2 separate regions of the Zea mays genome follow, and region 2 is linked to region 1. A link is a contact called in public Hi-C data. All regions are on one chromosome and are shown on one strand. Each heading gives the region's core, a stretch centred on a gene start, on an enhancer-like site or on the middle of the called end of the contact. The rest is flanking DNA. Distances are from core to core; before and after follow the strand shown. Region 1 holds the start of LOC103646038 (scarecrow-like protein 8). Region 2 holds the start of LOC100284422 (RING zinc finger protein-like).

Region 1 (4,777 bases), core at 483-2,982:
ATCCAGCTCTGCTGCTCTGCAGCTGACCACTGTAAAGCGGTACTCCACGCCAGCTCGCTCGGCGAGCTTCTTCAGCCGCTCCTCGATGGCTGGTAGCGATGCGGTTAGAGACTGCGTGAACGGCGAGCTCGGGTCGGTGACGGCGGTGACCTTCAGGGACCTGCCCTGCACGCGTCGGTCGGCGAGGTACTGGATGAGAGCCGCGTGCTGCGGGAAGCTGACGTCGAAGTCGACGAGGTGGATGGCGCGGTGGTCGCCCACCGCTTCGACGATGGCGGCGCTGGCGGCGTGGAGGGCGACGCGGAAGCACGGGGAGAGGTCCTGTAGGAGTTGGGACCCGGCGCGCTGCTCGACGCTGCAGAGGTCGGCGAGGAGTTGAGATGGGGCGGAGGCGGCCGGAGCAATGCGGGAGGACAGGGCGGCCACCATCATGGCAATCAGCCGCTGTTCCGCATCGCCGTGCTGGTTAGCCGCGCGCTTCAGGGCGGCCAGATGGGCGGCCGCCGCTTCGTGATGGCCATCCGCGATAGCGACCGCGGCTTCAGACAATAGCTGCCTCGACGCGGCCCCGGGGGTCGGCGGCGAGCAGGACGCGGACGAGGACGCCGTGGAGGAGTTTGACGGTGACCTCGTCATCCCGACGTTATTATTGTTGTTGTTTGGGGTCGCCGCTGCAGGGAGCCCGGGCGACGGCGCGGCCGCGATGGAGCTGAGCTGCTGTATCGTCTCCTCCCACTCGGAGTTGGTGACGGCGGAACCGGTGCCGCTCATCGCCGCAACCGGCTCGTCGTCGTCGTCGTCGTCCAGCAGCTGCTTCTCGAGCTCCTGCAAAATGAACAGCTCGCTCGAAACCGACGGCTGAGGCAGCGGCGCCGTCGACAGCCCGAAGGGCTGCGTCTGCGGTGAGGACGTCGTGAGCGGCACCTGCCGCTGCAGCTGCGGCTGCATCAGCGGCACCGCCGCCCTGGACGCGGTGGTGAGCGACGACGAGAGCGTCGACGAAGGCGACGCTAGGCCCCCTCCAAAGCTGGACCCGGGTAGAACCAGAGGCTGAGCCGGGGTGCCTCCCAGCAAGGCGGCGATATCGACCGCCGCAGCCGTGCGCTGCCTCACGGCGCGCAGGTACAGCGCCTGTTGCGCGGCCACCTGCTGCTGCTGGTGGTGCTGCCACCTCTCCAGCTCGCCGAGGCTCCTCTTGAGCACTCCTCCACCGGCTGCCGCGTCGGCCCGCTGCTGCAGCTGGAGCTGGAGCTGCATCGCCGATCCGACCCCGTAGGAGTAACCCTGGCGCGGATCGCGCCACGGCGCGCCTGGCTCCATGCAGGGCGGGGCAGGTCGGGGCAGGGAGAGCAGAAAGAGAGGAGGAGGAGGAAGGTGACGAGACGAATCTACCGAGGAGGGAGGGAGGGAGGGAGGAATGGAATGCTATGGGCTATGGCTACCTCCAAATGCTATGGCTACAACAACAGCTACGGGTCCAGCTAATGGGAGCCGGTGCCATTCAATTCAATTTGCTTCTCCGATAATAAAACCGCCACCCCTCCCCCATCTCCGCTGCTGCGGTTACGTTTATAAAAGTGAGACCGGCGTTTGGGATCCGACACCGATTCGGCGGCACTCCCGCTGACGGCGTGGGCCAGCCAGCCGGTGGCGGGGAATCGATGGTGGTGTTTATCGGGAGGCGTTGTGGCGGGGCCCCGGCTCGCTTTGGTACTATAGTAGATTTTAATGCGAGGGCGGGGGCTGCAGGGTGAATCCGTGATGGGCAGGCCGGGCAGTGTGAAGGAATGGAAACGGGCAGCGCGGGTTACCAGCTGAGACCGAGACCGGGCGCCGTCGCGTGATCGCGTCACGTCACGCAACTTCGCCCGCGATGACGCCGTCGCGCTCCTTCCCGCTGCGAGGAGGCGTCGGGACGACCTGGGGGCTGGCTGGCTCCCGGGTGGCGTGGCCTGGCGCCTTTCACCCGCCGACGCGACGCCTGCCGGTGGCCGCCGCCACTACCGGTTTTGCGGGAACCGCCCCTCAGTTTCGACGCATTTCGAGCCGATCCACGGAAACCGATCACGACACGCTAGGCCACCTGCGATTTCGTAAAACTAGGCGCTGGATTCCGCAAATGTCGCTTTTTTTGGGAACTTTGGTACACACCGGGCCACACGGTTAGTAGTCCTGGCCAGCATTAAACGACCAAGATACCCCTGACGGATTACGTGATCTGTCAGTGCGTGGAGGGATGGGGGAAGCTGGGGAGGGTAGTTTCGGCAGATCGAGAAACGTTTTAGCGGTGCGTATGCGTATGTGTAAGTAAAAGGTTTCTTGCTTGGGGGGGTGGTGCGTTGGGAATTAGTTAGGAAACCGGAATATCCACCCAACAACCACGTACCCACCTTTTCTGGTGTCTAGAACCCTGATTCTCTTTTTTTCCTTAGCCCCGAGTGTGTCCACACCACTTCATATCATATTCATATACGTGCATACAGTATGGAGTATCACACTAAAAAAACAATACTTACTCCGTGACCTATCCTGATAGAGTGGGAAAGCCATTGTGTACACTCAACGCTTGTGGGACGGAGACACCGCCGTGATCAAATTCTACGCACACCAGGCTACAATTCCATGCTTTCTTGGTTCATACTCGCTGGTGACTTGGAAATTTCCTGTTTCCCGGCCTCTCGCCGTAAGACTTGTACACACTCTTAACCCACCAACGATGAGTGGACAGAGAAAATCCCTGCACGAACAGACGACGGACCCGTGCGATACGTGTGAGCCAACGATTCCGAATGTTCCGGGCCAAATTGCTCCAAATAAAAAAAAACACCAACGATGTAACCCTCCAGTGGGAAGCCCCATGACATCTGGGTCCGGATTGCGGGTCCAGCACTACCGACACCTGTATTTCGATTTCCGTCTAATGTTCTGTAGCACCGGCGAGCAGGTCCCGGTGTGGTTAGGGGTGAAAACGGGCGGATACGGACGGATATTAGCTCATCCTGTATCCTACCCTAATGTATTTAAAACGGATTCGGGATCGGATACGGATAGTTAGAAACGGGACGGATACGGATACAGGGACCGGATATTTATCCGGGCGGATAAGTGACGGATACGGATATTATTTGATCGGATATCGGATACTTGTCGGATAATGCATTAATTGGTTATCAAAAAATATTCTTGTTCGACCACGAAATTGCAAGTAAATTAATACTAATAAGCATTTAATAGAAGATAATCTCAAGTTCCCACGTAAAAATGGTAAAGTGAAGTATTGATTATGTTGAAACTTGGAAACTTAGAGTGATTTCACGTGTAACTCACGCAATAAGTGGAAATAAAATAGAAGAAACGTTGACATCCTGTGGATTTTATGGTCCCATTATTTTTTATGACTATATGTGGCCATATGTTGTACCTTCGTATAATTTCATAGATTTCTGAGGCTATTTATACACTATTAATTTCTTTCTACATAAAATCATCAAAGTATAATTAAAATTCATAAATACACTAGTTTTGATCCAAAATTGCAAAAAGCTTACCAAAACAAATAAACATTCTATTCAAATAAAACCTCAAGTCGCCACATGAAAATGATAAGTGAAATATTAATTATGTTGAAACTTCGATACATAAAATGATTTCACATGTAACTCACGCAATAAGTGGGAGTAGAATAGAAGAAACACCAACATCTTGTGGATTTTATAGTCCAAATGTTTTTGAGAACTATATGTGGATATATGTTGTGTCCCCGTAAAAATTCATGAATTTTTTAGGCTATTTGGTGTATTATTAATTTCTTGTTGTAGAAAATCATCAAAATACAATTAAATTCATAAAAATATTGTAGCGTCGACCGAAAATTGCAAATAAGTTACCAATATTAATAAATAGTTTATAAAAAGATAATCCTAAGTTCCCACATGGATATAATCTTAAGTCCTCATATGAAAATGATAAAGTCTATTATTTTGATATAAATTTAGACATTATTTTAATAATTTTGGCCTAAAGATATGTTTAAACAAAAATATGATGTACTACAAAGTTATAGATCTCTTCGAGCTCTACAATTTTCATATAAACTTTATCTTCATCCGATTTCATATGTAAAAGTTATGATTTTATAACTATATTATTTTGCAGAAAAAGAAAAAACGGGTACCCGAATTCCGGGTACCCGTATCCGACCCGAATATCCGGGTATTTACCGGGTAGTACTCGCTCCGTATCCGACCCGAATCCGAAGCCATACTATCCGGGTATTACTCGTATCCGTCCGAATCTAAAAAATACCCGTATCCGTATCCGAAAAATGGTCCCGAATCAGTATCCGTATCCGGTACCCGTTTCGGGTACCCTACCCGTTTTCACCCCTAGGTGTGGTTCATGTTCCAAAGTCATAACCTGGGCTGCGTGGCGGCAAAATGCTACGTGCACATCGTCTAGTTACGTACAATTTGGTCGCTCATCAAAACGAGGATGGCAAAAAAACAGTCAACCCTCCTCGGTATCCTCGCGCGTCGTGCGCTCGTGCGGTGGCCTTCCCTCATTCCCTGCTCCTCTTCGGTGGCAGTAGGGATGGCAATGGGTACGGGTATGGATAAATAACCGCAGATAATTATCTATTGGATATGGGTATGGTGGAATTTGATATCCGCGGGTACGGTTATGGATATAATAAGGTATCCGCGGATATTTTTTTTGCGGGTATGGATATCCAGTATCCATACCCGTTACCCAATGGATATCTAACATGTGGGCCATC
Region 2 (4,316 bases), core at 1,389-3,888, 140 kb before region 1:
TATGCTTGCCTTTCTCTCAAACTAGCCAGTTGCCACATTCCAGGATAATACTAGCTTTCGCCGACGTCGTTATCGTTTTCGCTTTAGGCGCGAAACCGACAGGCAATAATGGGGGTACGATCGAGCTAGCGTAAGAAACTTTCCACCACCGTAGGTCGGAGTCGGACCGGAGCCATTGTTTAGCTGCGCTGCGTACTGCTACTCTGCTAGGCGTTTGCAATCGAAGGCAGCCACAGACAGACAGGCAGACGTGTCCAGCGGTGCCTGAGTCGTGATGATGCGGCGGCGGCCGCGACGGCCAGCCGTTTACGCGGCGGCCGCGACGAGAGCTGGCTGGCTGGCTGGCCGGGGCCCAGGCCCAGCCCCAGGCCCGGCCCCCAGCGTGTGCGTGTACGATAATGAGTGAGCCCGTGGTCCCGGCCCTCCCGGCGGGGCTTGATGTGCCATTATTCCCCATCGATTACAAACGTCGAGTTCGGTTTTGGTTCCATTCAGTGCATGGATAAATGACCCCACATCCTCTCTTTTTTTTTCCTTTTTCTTTGGACGCTGGCTGAATGACCCCCACATTTCTCACTTTCTTGTCCTCCGACAAGTTTAGCGTGACGACTTTTGTTTCCTTGGTTTACTTGCAAGCAAAACTAGCTGTGAGTTAAAAGTAGGATTCCATGTATACAGGGAAAGCTCTCAAGATGTAAAGCGCTCCTAACCAAGAAAAGGCGCCGTTGCTTAACGTACACACCCTTTTGCTGATACTCCTCTCTTTCGGTGCGCGAGAACCAGGGGTGGCCGAGTGGCGGAACTGGAGATGCGTTGCAGGTAGAAGACTACTACACCTGTCAAGAGCGCTCTCTGGCTTTCAGAGCGAGACTGAACAATCTGACCTACTTTTTCTGCTGCAGATTATGTTTCAGATCATGGTTCTTCTTGCTTCCTTTACCAAAACACAAGCGCGCACAAACAACATATCATGGTTCGGCGTCGGGTGTCTCATCTCTGGATCTGAAACTTCCTGGAGTCTGAAGACCGTCAGTGATGGTTGACACGGATGATTGGACCGTGGAAAGGAACGGAGGGACTCGGCGCATTTGGTCGCACCCCCGGCTGTCTGATTAGCATTTGCCACTGTTGGTTGATGCTCTAGACTCTAGAGTTGCGAGAGAGATTGGTTGCCAATTCAATTCAAATCCTGTGTGTTGGACAACACAGCACCAGGTTGGCCCGAAATTCTCCTGTGTGTGGACAGCTGTTACAGCAATGGGTGGCCGCACCACCGGATCCACGGAACATCTGGAGCCTTGGCGCTTTCCCGTTGAAGCAGCAGAAATATTTTGTGGCACACTGCACAGGTTGGAAAAAGTTCGCGTGCTTGGGTTGGGTGTGTCCTTGCGAGACGGAAACCGTGCAGAGGAACGGAGCCGTCCACCGGTCCACGGATGTACCGAACCCGAGCAGCTGCCCTGGGTGACCTGACTGACCTGAGCGAGCAGCCAGAAAGCATGGCTGGCAGTGGCACTGGCAGGACAAAAAGCGGGCCCAAATCATGCATCGACACGCCTAGCTCATCGACAAAAATTTAATCCGCGCAAAGATTCACAACTCCACAAACTTGGAAGACGGAATCTACCTATGCACAAGAGGGATCTAATCTCCTAGCCTTTTTTTGGGGGGGTGGCCGCTTTACTCATTTTGCCTATGTACAATTCGAGAGCCTTGGGTTTCTTCTCTGCCTCGGCTGCTGTCCGTCCCCGTCCCTCCCACGGAACGGAAGCAAGCAAGCAAGCGTCGATGGATCCAGGCAGACGCGCATTCCCCACGGGGGAAGTGGCGGGCGGTGGTGAGCTCTCACTGGTAGCCGCCCAGGCCGGTGAGCAGCAGCTCGTGCGGCCGCAGCAGCGTCGGGGAGGGCACGGGCGCCAGCGGCGCGCCGAGGTAGGAGAAGTCGAAGTCGGAGGCGTCGGGGACGCCGGCGGCGGCGGCCCAGAGCGCGCCGGCCATCTCGTCGGGGATGAGCGGCGCGCGGCAGAGCGGGCACGTGCGCTGGTCGTGCTCCATCCAGCGGTCGAGGCAGGCCCGGTGGAAGACGTGGCGGCAGTTGCTGAGCCGCCGCACCTCGTCGCGGCCGCCGATGCCGCTCAGGCACACCGCGCAGTCTCCGGGCTCCGGCTCCAGCTCCAGCTCGTCGAACCGCACCACGGGGAGGACCTCCTCGATGACCATCGCCGGCACCGCCCGGAACTCCGGGCGCCGGTGCTGCAGCATCGCCGCCTGCTGCGGCAGGTCCCGCCCCTGCGCGGCGGCGCCGTGCTGCTGCTGCTGGTGGTCCTGCAGCAGCGCCTGGTGGTCGTCCCCGAGATCCAGCAGGTCGCCGAGCCCCACGGCGTCGAACGCCCAGAGGAGGAAGCGGCGGATGTACCCCAGCAGCAGCAGGAGGTGGAGCAGCTGCTTCGGGAGCACCAGCTCCGAGTAGCCCACCGGGAAACCCATGCCTGCCGCGACCGGGGCAGCGCTTGTCCGGATTTGCGCCCTGGGCGTGTCCGGGCTTGCGGTGGTGGGAGGGGGAAGGTGGGGGCGACGCGATGTGCCGGGTGCTTCTTGCGGATATGCCGATATGGCGCGGTGGCGATGCGTGGACGGGAGAGGCGAAGCGGGCGCGGTGGTGGCTATATAAAGCGCGAGGAGGAGGGATGGGCGATGCGGGGCCGCATATCGTGCATTCGGTACTGGTGGGCTGGCCGGTGCCCCCCACTGCCCCCGTGCCGTGCCGTGCCTCCCTCGTGTGAGCCCAGCGCCCGAGCGACAGACCCACCCCGGACCCGGATTCCATCGCTCCCCTCCTCAACGCAGGCAGGGAGGGAATAGGAATTTCGTATTGGCCACTCGGTGGTCCGCTCGCCCCCGCCGTACCCACCCGCACACTACTGCCCTGCCGCTGCCGGATCGGTGCAATGCACGGTTCGCTAAAGGCAGACGAAGCACCTGTGCGTGCGGTGCGTGCATCTCTCCACCTCCCACACGGACCACGGTCCCACTGTCCACACACGTACTACCTGCAGGCTGTAGATACTACCAGTAACAGCCCGCCATTGCTACCAGGCCGGCCGGAAGGGGTCAAAACTTCTCAGCAGTCTACGCGTCAGGGACGCCATGTCCATTTGCGTGCGTGGAGTGAGCTCCAGCTATTCAAAAGTTTTAAGGCTTCCTCCGTGTCCGTGGACGGGGGAGATCTCTTTCTCCTTTCTTTTGGACACGTAGGACGAGAACTGACGGCAAAGGATCGAGCGTGCTGCAGCCTGCAGGTGGATAAAATAACCACCATCTATCTCTTGTTGCACCTCTCGCAACGCACATTAAAAGCTCCCGTCCCTGTACCAAGGACAGGGAGATGGCTAGCGCGCGGTGAAAAAGAAAAATAAAAGAAAGGGATGGTTGCACGAAGGTTCTTGGATCCTTTTGCTTCTCGACCACGAGACGAAAGGGATGGGGGAAAGGACGCAAACGCAAGTTGCCGGGTGACTCGGTCGAGTGCTTTGTCTCGTTCTGGCCCCCCGGGGGGAAGTCTCGCTCGCATGCTGGCCGCCCCTGCCGTCTGCTCAATGCTCATCATGCATCGCATGGCGCCGTGGGTTCACGCACCGCTTCTTTTTTTTAGGTTGCTTTTGCCTGATATTTTACGACGCCCGTTTCTCTCAGCGCGCTTGGGCTTGCATCATGCCCGATCTTTCTGTGTACGTGCGGGTCTCTAGTTTATATAGGCCCGCCAAGTCAAAAGAGGACGGCACGCGTTGGTTTCTGCTTTACGTTGCTGGTGTGGAATTTGTTGCGGCTCATGTCACCCCGGACATCTCTTGGAAAGCCAAAGTTAGTAGGAGTAGAAAAAGGCAGAGTCACCACGTCACTATATATCTGTTTGGCTTCGCAGCAGTGGATTAGTTAAATTTACTACGCATCAGTGAACATGAGGGGAGGAAAAACTACCACTGCAGCAACTTCGGCGGGGTCAGTGTTTTCAGACGTCGCTACAGACACCCGACATCATGCAAATTACATTAATGATACGTATGTAGCATCACGGTGTCCGTATAGTATTTCACTAATACGATCCGCCAAAACTTACACGGTAGCGTGCCCTACAAAGCTACATAAGCATAGCAAAACTAATCAAAGCGCTTATGGATTATGGACGGGCCCAGTACAGAAAGTGCCCCCTATCCCTGCGGTCCAACTCCAACTACCAGCAGTGCGGACGCGCTAATCGTCTTTTCCGTGCTGCGCCCAGGTGATGTGAAGGTCGGTCGATGATTTGTTTGATCTCA

The links. A called contact is a pair of places that touch in the nucleus more often than the background predicts.
Region 2: a contact with region 1 is called in a Hi-C map of endosperm, with 4 times the contacts expected there. The contact joins the promoter of LOC100284422 here to the promoter of LOC103646038 in region 1. A contact is called at or near these places in 13 of 25 Hi-C or Micro-C datasets (bundle sheath, ear, endosperm and 5 more) and 2 of 3 datasets of contacts at active chromatin or transcription factors (leaf and seedling).

What each region holds. Positions count from the first base shown.
Region 1 is chr2:15,970,695-15,975,471 of Zm-B73-REFERENCE-NAM-5.0, reverse strand. It overlaps LOC103646038 (scarecrow-like protein 8), which reads right to left and starts at 1,732. Exons shown (of 1, transcript XM_008670776.4): 1 at 1-1,732. The coding sequence starts at 1,320.
Region 2 is chr2:16,115,899-16,120,214 of Zm-B73-REFERENCE-NAM-5.0, reverse strand. It overlaps LOC100284422 (RING zinc finger protein-like), which reads right to left and starts at 2,638. Exons shown (of 1, transcript NM_001157317.2): 1 at 1,563-2,638. The coding sequence starts at 2,487. The coding sequence ends at 1,846.